Regions from separate parts of the Urocitellus parryii genome. Here region 2 is linked to region 1. Evidence: chromatin contacts called from public Hi-C data. All regions are on one chromosome and are shown on one strand. Each heading gives the region's core, a stretch centred on a gene start, on an enhancer-like site or on the middle of the called end of the contact. The rest is flanking DNA. Distances are from core to core; before and after follow the strand shown. Region 1 holds the start of Catsper1 (cation channel sperm associated 1). Region 2 holds the start of Ovol1 (ovo like transcriptional repressor 1).

The links. A called contact is a pair of places that touch in the nucleus more often than the background predicts.
Region 2: a Hi-C map of liver shows a contact between it and region 1, with 3 times the contacts expected there. The contact joins the promoter of Ovol1 here to the promoter of Catsper1 in region 1.

Annotation. Positions count from the first base shown.
Region 1 is chr4:7,196,893-7,203,106 of mUroPar1.hap1, reverse strand. Catsper1 (cation channel sperm associated 1) reads right to left here and starts at 3,328. Exons shown (of 13, transcript XM_077796885.1): 1 at 2,855-3,328; 2 at 2,564-2,807; 3 at 1,367-1,579; 4 at 612-725; 5 at 327-480. The coding sequence starts at 3,328.
Region 2 is chr4:7,419,031-7,425,709 of mUroPar1.hap1, reverse strand. Ovol1 (ovo like transcriptional repressor 1) reads left to right here and starts at 4,935. Exons shown (of 4, transcript XM_026396654.2): 1 at 4,935-5,034. The coding sequence starts at 4,935.

The sequences.
Region 1 (6,214 bases), core at 2,079-4,578:
CACAGGGTCCCTGATTTGCTGGTGACTTGGGGGAATCCTGTTGCTTCCCTGGAAATGAAGAGGTGGCTCCCAGGGATGGCTCCCGGAGGAGGCTTATTGGAAGCAGGCTGGGGTCTGCAGCCGCCCTTGCCCCATCATTTGAGCAGGTCACAGTGGATTCCTTGGTTTGTTTTCTGATGTTGTTTTTGTAGGACTGGAAATTCAACCCTGGGTTTGGTGCCTGCCAGGCAACACTCTGCCTCTGAGCCACATTCTCAGCCCCACAGTGGATTCCTTGGGAACCCAGGCCTGTGTCCCCTCTTCCTTTAGAGTCCCTACAATCAGACCTGAGCCTCCGCAGTACTCGAATGGCCCTCAGGGCCCGCATGCTCTTGAAGACCTTGAGGATCCGGAAGAGGCTGTGGTTGTAGAAGGAGAAGGAGAGGGAGTTGACCTGCATGAGCACGAAGTCCAGCACGGCCATGAGCATGATGAAGAAGTCTGAGGGTAGACGGTGTCTGAGTGGCAGTGGCCTCCCTGGGCCAACGCCTCACTGCTCCTCCTTCCTCCTTAGCCTCCCCCAGGCAGTTCAGTGCTGCCTTGCCACCGGCCGAAGCCCCTTCTCCACCCACCCAGATTGTTCCAGAAGTCAAAAAAGTATGCCAGGCCCAGAGCAATGATCTTGAGCAGGGCTTCCATGACGTAGATGCAGAGGAAAATGCAGTCCAAGACTAGGAAGTACCACTCTGTGGGGACACCAGGGGCTCATCAGCACGGTCCCCAGCCTCCGGCCTCCTCCCTCTCCCTCTGTCCACAGCGGCCTCCTGCAAGCCCAAATACCCATGCTCTCCCTGGGTCTGCCCTAAATGGCTGTGCGACTTAACCACACTGTACCTTCATTTTGTGGGCAAAATGGGGATAATAACAGTCTGCTGGACAGAATTGTCGTGGGCATTAAATGCATTTCACGAGTGCTTAGAATAGAGATGGACAATGACCATGTGGCGGGTCCTTTCCTTCTCACTGCTCCAGGTAATTTTCGGGGCCAGCCTCCCCAGGCTTCCCACAGGCTGCTTTTAACTTCCTGCTCCCAGGGCTCCCCACACCCTGTCCACCCACAGCAGCATATTTAGAGCAGATGTGCCACCTGGTGGCTACATCTGTGAACAGCACAGCCTCCTGTTCAGTGGGTTTGCAGCTGACCTCTGCAGTATCTGTCTTAGCCTGTCTCTAACACCCCAATGTCACTGAATTCAAAGGATAGAGGATCAAGTGAACTAAATTATATAAATTTCCTGGACCTGGATGAGGCCCATTTAGAGCAGATGCGCCACCTTGTGGCTACCTGGTGACCTCCTCCACAGGTACAGGGCCCCTGGGTTCTTACCACCCCGGATCTCGACCTCAGCAAAGGTCTGGGCTACAAGCATGACGGTGTTGAGGCAGACGACGAGGAAGATGAAGGTTTCAAAGGCCAGGGACTGGGTCAGCCTCCAGATCAGTGTCCGGAAGCCCCAAATGAGGTAGCTTAATTTATCCCACAACCACTGGAAGAGGTCCGTAGTGTGCATCTTCTTGTGGGCCCGCGGGGATCGGCCCACTGTAAGGAAGCCAGAAAGTTACATCTCTGTAGGGGGTGTGGGGATCTCATGCCCCCTCCCAGACTGGTTGGGGGTCATTATCAACCCTGCCTGTTGGCCTGCTGCCATTCACCGACAGCACTCTAGGCTAGTCCTGTGCTGGTCTTGACCAAAGTCCTGACTCCTGTCACACCAGGGGCCAGCCCGTTTGGGATTTGGAGTGGCTTGAGTGGATTCTGAGGGTTCCTGCCACTAAATCTTCACGTCTTTCTTTGCCCACATGGCAGCTTATGCATGGAAACCCTCACTCTCCTCACCTCATCCTCTTGCTGAGCCTCCCTCTCCCTTTGAGATCCTTAAATTTCCCTTCCTCCTGGATGCCTATCTTGCCCCCATCCAGTAAGTTACTCATCCCTCTTCGCTTGTTTGTTGTAAGACTATCGCCATATTTACTGAACGACTAGGAACCAAATCTGGGAGTTTGTGAGTTACCAGATAAGGTCCCTCCCTACCCTCCAACAGGGCCCTCATGCAGGCACTAGTTCCCAGTCTCCACCCTCAGCGGCTCATAGTTAGTAGGGGGAAAGTAGACACACAGAAGCCACCGAGGTACAGGTTCTGATATGGAAGACAACAGGCTCCTAGTACTGGATAGCCTCTGATGGCCTCAGTGACCCCCTCAGTCTGAGATTCCCCTTGAGAGCAGGAGCCATGCTGGATCCTTCTTTTTTATTCTCCCAGGACCTAAGCAAGTCAATAGAGGTTCAACATCTGAGAAGTAAATCTGTGAGCAAAGCAGTGACCAAGTGAAGAAACACCTCGTGGCCTGCAGAGGTGCACAACGCAGGGAATGAAAGAGCGGATGGTGAACAGTGAGAAGGGGAACTAGCGGGCACAAATGGGTGCAGGTGAATGGCAAGCTTCCTGATGTGTGCAAGGTCAGACCCAGCTGAATCTGGGCTGTGTGGTGGGGTCTGGGGTGGGGAGGACCAGAAGAGACTCACGTTTGCGCTTCTGGAAGTGCTCATCTTCACTCCAGCTCTGTGTGTCTTTGGAGCTGCGGGGGTGAACCTTGCTGGACCTCCGAGAGGGGGATGAGTAAAATGTGACATGGGACTGAGTCACGCTGTGCCCCCAGCTTCTGGTGTGAGTTATGCCAGGTGAGTGGGATGCCGTATAAGACGGGGAGCTGCCCAGCAAGCTGCGGGACTTGCGGGACTCTGTGGTTGCTGGTCCGCTCAACTTGTTCTCCCCGGGGTGGTGCTCACCAGGGTGCTCCCTGTGGTGGTGACTACCATGATGATGCACACCACGGAAGCCGGACCCCTCAGAGGAACGGTAAGAGGAGCTCTCTCCATGAGGAGGATGTCTTCGGTGGTGGTGGGAATCAGGATGGTAGGGCCTGCTGTAGTGGTGGGGTTCATGTAGACGGGCCTCATCATGGTGGTAGTCTTCACCATGTTGGTAGGGCCCACCATGGGGATGGTGGGGAGGCTTGCCTTGGGGATGGTGGGGAGGCTCACCTTGGGGATGATGGGGAGGCTCGCCTTGGTGGTAAAACGCAGCAGAGGAATACTGGGATAAATTTTCTCCAAGGTGATGGGTCTCACCATGGTGCCCACCAGAATGGTGATGCTTGCTACGGTGGTGGGGCCCGCCACGGTGGAAGGAATCAGTATGCTGGTGGGACTCCCCGTGGGAGTGGGTTCCACCTCGGTGGTGGGTTCCAGAAATGTGGGAGCCACCACCACGAGGCATCCTACTACCATAGTGATGCTCATCATTTAAGTGGTCCTCACCAGAAGAATGTTGAGGATGGACAGTGCCATGGGGGAGACCCTTACCAGGGGATGAATAGTGGTGAGCCCTGCCACGGTAGTGGGCCTCGTCACGGTGGTGGAAAGGATAGGAGTAGGGATTTTCAGAGTCTTGGTAGTGAGGTCCACCATGATGACGGAGCCCACTGTGATGGTGGGGCCCCCTGTGGTGATGGGTCTCATGATGGTGGGCTCCACTAGGGCCTGGCCGGTGGTATGGGGATGATGAGTGGGGGCGAGATACGGTATCCAAGTCATTTTGAATCCTTTCAGTCACTGAGGATTGATCCATAACTGTGCTGGGAATGGGAGAATGAAGAGAGCTAAAGAGTTGGAACCAACAGTTCCCTCCCCGGATTTCTCTTCTCTCCTAAGCTGAGCTTAATGTCAACTGTGGCACTGGGCTTCCAGGAAGGCCTGACTCTTCTCTTGGAACTCTCCTCTCTGTGATGTCATTAGCAGGTTTGGACCTCATTTGCAAAAGCCTCTCCCTGAACTATTGTTCAGAATCAAGAATTATTATGTCTAGCATCTTCAATGTAAAATAAGGAAACAGATCCAAGGTGATCTAGCTGGCCAGTAGCACCAAAAAAGTCCAGGTAACACCATTGTTCTATCACTCATTTTAGACCAACTGTTGCCATGAAGAACTTCATGAGGCCAGGTGGTGTAGTTCTCATCCCACTTATAGATCAGTTGGCTCTGGGGTTAGGACTGACTCCCCTATAAATAGGTGTGGAACATTGGGCCTATTGCTTAATTTTCTTATGTCTCAACTTCTTCCTCTGTAAAATGGGAATAATAGCACCTACTTACAGGATCAAAAAAAGTTATGTAAACCTTATACTAGTATAACAAATTAAACCAAATTAATTAATTAATTAATTTTTAAAAACCCTTATACTAACAGTATAATGAATGTTAGTTGCTGTTTTAGTTATCTTTTTCATGACTGTGACCAAAAGACCTGACAAGAATAGTTAGAGGCAGAAAAAGTTTATTTGGGGGCTCCCCTCACACAGGTCTCAGTCCATTCATGGCTAAATCCGTTGTTCTGTGCCTGAGGTCAGGCAGAATATGATGGCAGAGGGTGTGGCAGAGGAAAGCAGCTCAGAATTTAGCAATCAGGAAGCAAGGAGAGTTCTGCTCACCAGGGATAAAATATAACCTCCAAAGTCCTACCCCTGATGACCTGCCTGTTACAGCCACACACTTCCTGCCTACAGTTATCATAAAGTTAATCCATTTCAGTGGATTAATCCACTCATTAGGTTAAGGCTCTGGTAATCAATCATTTTACCTCTAAACTTTCTGGCATTGTCTCACCCATGAGCTTTTGGGGGATACCTCATAGCTAAACCATAACAGTTGGTATTATATGTCACCAGCCAGCTATGGGCTGTGTGTGTGAGCTATGCGCATTTGAGCCTGTGAGGGAACTGGACTGACATTGCTGCCTGGTTGGGCTGTGCACCTTAGGTGAGCCTTTTCGCCTGCTTTGCCTTGGATCCCACACAGCACCTGAGATGGGTGTGGCTTTCCAAGATGTCAGTCAATCTGCTGACCATAAGGCATCACCAAGTAAGACTCCACCCTCCAAAACTAATCCCTTGCCTTATTTGGGTGGAATATTCTATGAATGGGTTCTCCCCAATAAATAGGGGAGTTTCAGGTGTGCTCTCTCTCTTGCCTGCCTCCCTTGCTTCTCCGTGCCCTCCAGCGTGGGAGCTTGATTCTTGATTCTTGATTCTGCAAAGCCGTCCTGAACCGTGAAAAAGGTATTTTCTGTGTCTGTGTGGCTTTTTCGTTGCCAGCCCAATCCACGCAGAATGACCCTGATTCCGCATATTGCAACAATTATATTCTGGTCTTTAGTCACTGATATTGATGGAAATACCTCTTTGGGGCTATTAGCAAAATAAAACTATCAGTCATTATTTGTCGGGGACCTACTTCACATTTAATTTATGACTCACAATTACCCCTCCTGGTGAATTTAGTCATTCTTTTTTTACAGAGATAGGTGCAGTGGCTCGGAAAGTATCAGTTAGTTTCTTTGTTAGTAAAAAGTTTAAAATCAGTGCTGTCCAAATCTAGAGGCTCCTCCCATCACCATCATGCTCTTCTGCCTTCCTCCTGAAATCTACTGCACAGCTTGCCCTATGCGCTGAATTCCCTTGTACCCAGCACAGCTCTCCTGGAAGTTTCCAGGTCACTCTCTTGACTGTGTTTGCTTCCTGAGTGTTTGGTCACAGCCAAGTCCACAGTGGGCACAGGAACTGGATTCTCCATGATGGAGAGATACTCTTATCTCTTCAAGGAGCTCCCTGCCTGGTATGAGCAGCAGACAGGAAAGTTTGTGGCAGGAATGCCCACTGACCATGAATCTCTTCTCCTCTTCTTCTTGGACACAGTCTTTCACCTTGAGTGTGTGCATGTGCCACACACGTGTGTTTTATGGCGTTGGGATGGAACCCAGGGTCTTGTGCATGCTGGGCAAGTGCTCTACCATGAACTACCCCCCAGTCCGGAGTGTGTGCCATAAACAGCTGTGGCTAACAGGCGAGAGCAGAAACAACATGAGCAACTTCTGGGTCTCGGGTTTGGACCACTGGGCAGGTGAACCTCTCTTTTTCTTCCTGTGGGATTGAGAGCAGGTCCACCAAGAAGGCAGGACTTCAACTGAGCATCTGAGGACCACAGTATTCCCTGAGATGTTTCTAGGTTGAGGGTTTTGTATCATGCTCAGGGGGAAAAAAAAAACTCCAACAATCATGAGATGCAACATTTTTGATAATGGACATCCATGGAGCAGCCTCAGAAGCCATTTGCTGGAGA
Region 2 (6,679 bases), core at 3,686-6,185, 220 kb before region 1:
GTAAGTGCCTCGGACAGGAGGAGCCACAGGAGAGGCTCAGCTTAGAAGAGGCTGCAGCCTGTTCAGGGGACTGAGAAGGGAGATACGGTAGGCACCCAGGGAAGTGGGCAGGACAGAGCCAGAGGTCAGCAGGGCCAGGGCACACCAGGCCTCACCAGGATGCTGTCTGGGGCGAGGGGAGGTATGGTAGGACTTGGGTTTTCAGAGCATGGACAGGGAACTGGGGGCTGCTCATGAGGCGGATTCAGGGTCCTAGTGAGGAGCTCCAGGGTGGACATGGATTTGGAAACTGATGGGACTTGCCAGTGGGTGGGGGTTGGGGGAGGAGGTCACAGGTGTCTGGATGGCCCCAAACGGCCTCCTCTGCCCATCCTGCCCCCACAGGGGTCTGTATGGCCCCAAAGCCGCCCTCCCCAGCCTTCTGCCACAGGGCAGCACCCCCTCTAGCAGGCCCCCAGCCAGGAATTCATCAAGAGATGGAGCGTCAGTGCCACCCACGGCACTTCACAGTGTGTCAGGGGCTTTGCTTACAGCCAAACAGAGGAAAGGCAGCTGATGGACCCAACCAACCTGTTCTGGAGGCCCCTAGCTGCTTTACAGCTGTTTGCAAGGGCATCTGAGCAAAGGCAAACCCAAAGCATCCCCTGATGGCTGAGGGCAGAGCTAGAACCCAGAGCCTCACTTTACACGTAGAGAAACAGGTCCTGAGAGGGTAGGAGCTTGGCCCACGTCCCCGGACACTAGGATATCTCTCCCATGTGCCCTTCTGCCTTAAGCCTCCAGGATCCCCAGCCCCTCCCCTCTGCATCCCATCCTGGTTCCTCCAGAGACCTTCCCTGAAAACAGGAAGCCAGGAACACAGTGGTTTCAAACGCTCTCTTCCCACCACCCAGCTTCCACCCTAGCTCTCCCTGTGTTCCTTGGGTTGGGACCTGAGCACTAAATTCTGATGGCACTTTGAGGATCATGGTTCTTACTTGCCTCCTGTGGCCAGTCTTTCCTTCACACCCATCCACTGTAGCAACAAAAGATGACCTCTCAGGATCCAGCTGAAATGGGTCCTCATGCCTTGAATGGGACCCGTCATTTCCTGCTTGGACTATTGCAGTAGCTCCTACTCTGGTCTCCCTATCACCACCCTCCCCACTGATACAGTCCATTCTGCCCCTAGCAGGTCTGATGGCTCTGGGAGACCACAGCTCCCCACCCCAATGAAACTCACATGGCATGGCTCACCTGTCTGCAGTCTGAGTTCCCACACCATCCCTTCCCCTCACCATCCAGCCACTACAGCTGTTACGTGCCTCCTGCCTCGGAAAAGGCTCCTTCTTGCTAAGGCCTCGGCCCCAGCTGTTCCTTTCTCTGATCATGCTCTTCCCCACTCTGCATAGCTGACCCCCGTCTCTCATTCAGATCTCAGCACCCCCATCTGCTAGCACCACATCACCCTAAAGGTTCTGTTTTTATTTTTGGTATCGGGCATTGAACCCAGGAATCCTTAATCACTGAGCAACATCCCCAGCCCTAAAGTTGTTTAGAGCCTCCCTAAGTTGCTGAGGCTGGCTTTGAACTTACAATCCTCCTGCCTCAGCCTCCCAAGTGGCTGGGATTACAGGCATGCACCACCATGTCCAGCTACCCTAAAGGTTCTGGTTTGCACTGTTTTCTTATCTCTTTGTTTATCCTGTATTGCAGAATCCTGGGGTCTACCACATAGTGGGCACTCAAAAAATTCTGGGCTTGGGCTGGGGTTATGGCTCAGTGGTGGAGCGCTTGCCTCACATGTATGGGGCATGGGTTCGATCCTCAGCACCACACAAATAAAATTTTAAAAATGAAGGTATTGTGTCCATCTATAACTAAATTTTTTTTAAAAAAAAATTGCTGGGCTTTGTGGGGCACACTTATAACCCCAGCAACTCAGAAGGCTGAGGCAGGGAATTGCAAGTTCAAGGCCAGCCTGGGCAACTTAGCAAGATCTTCTCTAAAAATTTAAAAGGGGTCTGGGGATATGGCTCAGTGGTAGCGTGCCCCTGGGTTCAATCTACAGCTCCATAAGAAAAAGAAAAGAAAGACATAGCTGTCAATGCAATTAAGGCACTGATGAATGATAGCTAGCTGACTCCCTGCGGAGTGCTGGGTGAACAGTAGTGACAGCAGGAGGTGGCCATCCTCATGCACTTCACAGTTTAGCTCTGTTTTACCCAATTTCACCTACTTTGCTGGCTCTGGAGCTGCCCTTGAACCACAGCCCACACACTGGCAGCCACAGAAGTGTCTTGTTTGACCCAGTCTATGTTTTTTTAAAAAAACATGAGGTAACATTTAAAAATCAGTAGGCTTCACACTCAAATCTAAATTTTGTTTGGAAAATGGGAAGGTGTGGCCATGCTGTGTTCCAGTACCCAAATGACATGCTGTTACTGCCTGTTATATAAAAGGCATGTTCTCCACAGTCCCCACCACTCTCCAGTTTCCCTGACAGCCAGCACCCAGGACCTTCTATCACAGTTTAGAAAGACTCTTTTCCTCATAATTAGGAAATCAGCTCTGTCTGTCCCTACCAAAAGTTGGCACATGTAAGGCAAATGGGTCACACAAGTCAAGAAAAAATAGGATATTCATTCATCCCACAAGTATTAATTGATAACTACCTTCATTCCAGGCTCCGTAGTGGATGCTGGAACTATAGCAGGGGCCAGCATGGATAAAGCACTCTTCCTCCTGGGACCCCACTCTGTCCACTGTAGCTCTCTTGGCACCAGTGGAGATGTGGGACTGGCTGGCCCCACCCATTTGACCTCCCCACCTGGCCTCCTGTGTGTTTCAGTTTCTCCCCTGATGAGAAAGCCCGCATTTATGTTGGGGGTCATCTGTGTTGACCTCAAAGATGCTCCTGAGCACCCACTGCCTACCAACCCATCAGGGACTAACACAACAGAAGTGCTCAAGAAAAACTTGTGGAATGGGGAAGCTCATTTCACCTCTCTCCTAGATTATTTATCAATGCTTATCAATGTTTCTCCAGGATTTACTGTCAAATGTCAGTGCCCAGTGGGTGCTCACTTAATGTCAGTTGGAGGAATGGGTCCAGGATCAGAGGGGAGGGTGACAAGGGAAGTGTAGGCTTCCTGAAGACAGAGCCCTGGAAGAGGAAGGAAAGGGGCAGACATTAACAGCCCCTGGCAAGAGTTCATGTCTTCCTCCCAGTAACTCTGGAGGGACACCTGAGGAAAGCCCCTTTGCCAAACTCAGACTCTGGGAGTCAGGGAGGAGGAGGCTTGGCTGCCTGCAAGGTCTCTCCTCACCTACATAGAGGACTGACTCCACAGGGTGGGGGGATGTAAATGGTCTCTGAAAAACAGCCTCTCACTCTTGAAAATATGTCACCTTCAACTAGATGCCTGAGAGCTTCAGCCACTTCTCTTGTGACTCCTGTATTGCTCATTTCCCTACAACCTGTTCCAGCAAAAGCTTAATACTATGTGAGAAAGGTGTATGTAGGTGCTGTAGGGACTCTAAAATGTTAGGAGGGGCTCCTATCTCTGCACTTAGTGGGTCAGCTAGTAAAAGAAACCCAGTCACAGAGGCCACCAAGCACTCCTGGGCAGGGTGGTGGATGTGGGGTATCCCTCCAACTGAGCCTAGCGATTAGTAGAATGTGGCCAGTGGAGTAGGGTGGAGGCAGAACCTTTGCCCCTCAGGGACGGTGACTGCAGAAAGAAAAGGCTGGGCCTGAGCACGTCTGGGTTCCTCGCCCTCAGCTCTCCTCCACCCTCACGGAACCTGACATCCCGTCTTTGAGAATTGGACGATGTTGTAAGCCTAGTGACCAAGGTGCTGGGGTTTTGTACCATGTCGGTGGTACAGCGCAGTCTAAATGCTTACTCCCAAGCCTTCTCGGGGCAGAAGGGGCAGAAGACTCTAGCTGGGGTCCTGGGGACCCAATGGGCGCTGGCTGTATATTCGCATGTGCGTCCCGCCTCCCCGACTGCGCGCTCCTGCGGCCATCGTGCCTTTCCGCACGAAGCCTGCACCCAGCAAATACCTCTGGATTGAACCACGAATTGCTCAGTCGGGCCTTGGGGATCCCGGGCCGCTTGGGCGCAGGCCCGGTTCAACAAGTGAGGGCCGAACCGCGGGTAACCGCCCGGCGGCTTCGCGCCTCCCTAGGCGCCTGGGGCGCGTCAGGCTGGGCCGGGCCCAGTTGGGCGAGTTTCATTTCATCACCCGCTGGGCGTGCGAGCGCCGGTGCAAATAACGTTGCCCTCCCCTCCCTCCTCTTCCCAGCTCCCTCCGAAACTCCCGTTTGCAAACGCTAGCATGCCCGGCTGGCAGGTCCGGGGCGGTGGCCGGGTCGGCTGGGCAGCTGGAGCTGCAGGGGACTGGGTGCCGGCGCCCGCCCCCGCCCGTCCGCCCCGCCCGGGCCGCGAGGCCACCTCACCGGCAGCGGAATGGAAACCGGTTCGACAGGTAACAAATAGGTGGGTTGTCACCGTTATTTCCCAACGCATGCGCCATCGCTCCCCAGGCTACTCCAAGCTAATTAGATCAGATCACCCCCCTCCCCGCCCAGCCACCAACACACACCGCCGCGAGCCAATAAAGCGTGAACCTGTCTGTCCGGCTCGCACTTTAAGACTTCCCGAGCGGCCGAGGGGACGCCAGTCGAGTCAGGAGACGCCTACCTGCCGATTCCCCGTCGCCCAGTGCACTTGGCTGCAAGGGCTCTGCTACCGAGGGACCGCGACACTCCGCGAAGTTGGAACGGGCGCGCGCCGTCCCAGCACTGTCTTCTAGCGGAACGTGGGGGCGCCTCGACGATTCCTCCCCTGAACTGTCCGCTTCCTGCGCCTCCGAGCCGGCCCGGGAAAGGTGGGACGACCCGGTTCTAGTTGCGGAAACGGACCGCGCCGGGCCAGGAGCGTTCGAAAATGCCCCGCGCGTTCCTGGTGAAGAAGCCGTGCGTCTCCACGTGCAAGAGGAACTGGAGCGAGCTGCCAGATGAGGAGCGCGGCGAGATCTACGTGCCAGGTGAGGCGCCTGCAGCCCGCGGCGCCCGCGGCGGCGGGAAGGCGGGGCGCGGAGATGAGCGGCTCTGCGCCCGCCGCTGAACACCAGGATGCAGGTTGCCGCGGCCGCGGCTCCGTTAGCCCGCGGCTGGGTGACCCCGGGCGCGGGGAGGAGAGGGCTCGCGAGCGGAAGCAGCGTCGGGTGGGGGCGGGGGCCATCTCCCTCTACCGACCCGAGCCACGGCGTAGGGGAGGCAGCGGGGTGTGTCACCGCTCTGGCGACCCTCGGCTCTCGAGTCGTAAATCCAGAAAGCCGAGACTTTGATGAAGCGCGAGGAGGGCGCTGGAGCGATGCCACTTTAGGGGGCAGGGAACGAGATGGAGTTTCAGCTGAGGCTTTGCCACTTAGATTCTGAGCCTTAGCCGCTTCCATAGGTCTTTCTCCCTCCGCCACAAATCTGGTGCCTGGTGGGGACGCGGGCGAGTATCCCCAAGTTGCCCTGCGGCTCTAGCCCCGCGGTCCGCACAGTACGCAAGCGGGATAAGAAGGCGCCCGCTTGCACCCAGCCTGCCCTTGAGACAAAGATGGGATCGGTTCTCACCTTTGTTAGAAACGCGATCCTTCAACCTTGCAGAGGATACACGGAGCGTAAAGTAGTTTTAAGGAGCACCCCCCAGCCCAAGACAAGCCCGGGGAAGCTGGTGCACCCAGTTTATTTTGAGAAGACGCCTAGACAGAGTCCGCGTCCACTTTGAATGAGTAACCCGAGTTGTCTTCCTTTGAGGCATCTTCCTAGGGTCCCTGAGGACGCTTTTGCTCCTTCTGTCCTCCCCCTTCCCCCAACAAAATCTTTGGTCAGGAAGCCTTGGGGGTGGGGTGGGGGCTGCAGTCAATACCTTGCCCAGTGCCTCCAAGGAAGGAGAGGTGGTAATTAACCAACCGACTTTGACCCTTGATCTGCAGATTCCCTGGCATCGCCTGGGCCTTAAGGAAAGTCAGGAAATGAGGGCATCAGATGAGGGGCCAGTGAGGGCTCTTGCCTCAGTCTCCCTCTTGAATTAAACTGTTGGGGGCAGGGGCTTGGGGATAGGGTTTTTGTGGCCTGAGCTGCCAGGATCCTATGACCTGAAGCCAGGGTGGGAAGTGTCACAGCTTAAGCTTATCTCATGGGGGCTGGGCCATCCTTCTGTAGCCTCTTTAAACATTGGAATCATCCCAGTAGGGAAACTGAGGCAAAAAAGGAAATGAGTGTCTCCCTATCTAGGTGGGAGTGGGCTAGGACTGTAGTTTTTAGCTGGCCGTGTTCCCTCACCAGCTGGCCAGTGCTCCACCTCCGGAAGGACCAGGGAGAGGCCACCCCCTTCCTTGCTCCTACCTCCTCCCCAACCTATGTTTGACTTGCTGCTTAGCTGCTCCATGGGATCTGATAAACTGAACTTGGACTGTGTTAAAGGTGAGCTGAGCCTTGGGCCCAGCTCAGAGTGCTGTTATTTTTAGTTTTATTTCACATCCCATTTAGTAACAGATCACATATTGACTTTTACAAAGGACAAAGAAATTCCGCTTGTTCAAATCATTGACTTCCTTGGGTCCTAACAATTTTCCCCATAAGAGTTTTGGTGGCCAAAGTGGGAATGGTAGTAGAGACCTGGGCTCCGGGACTGTC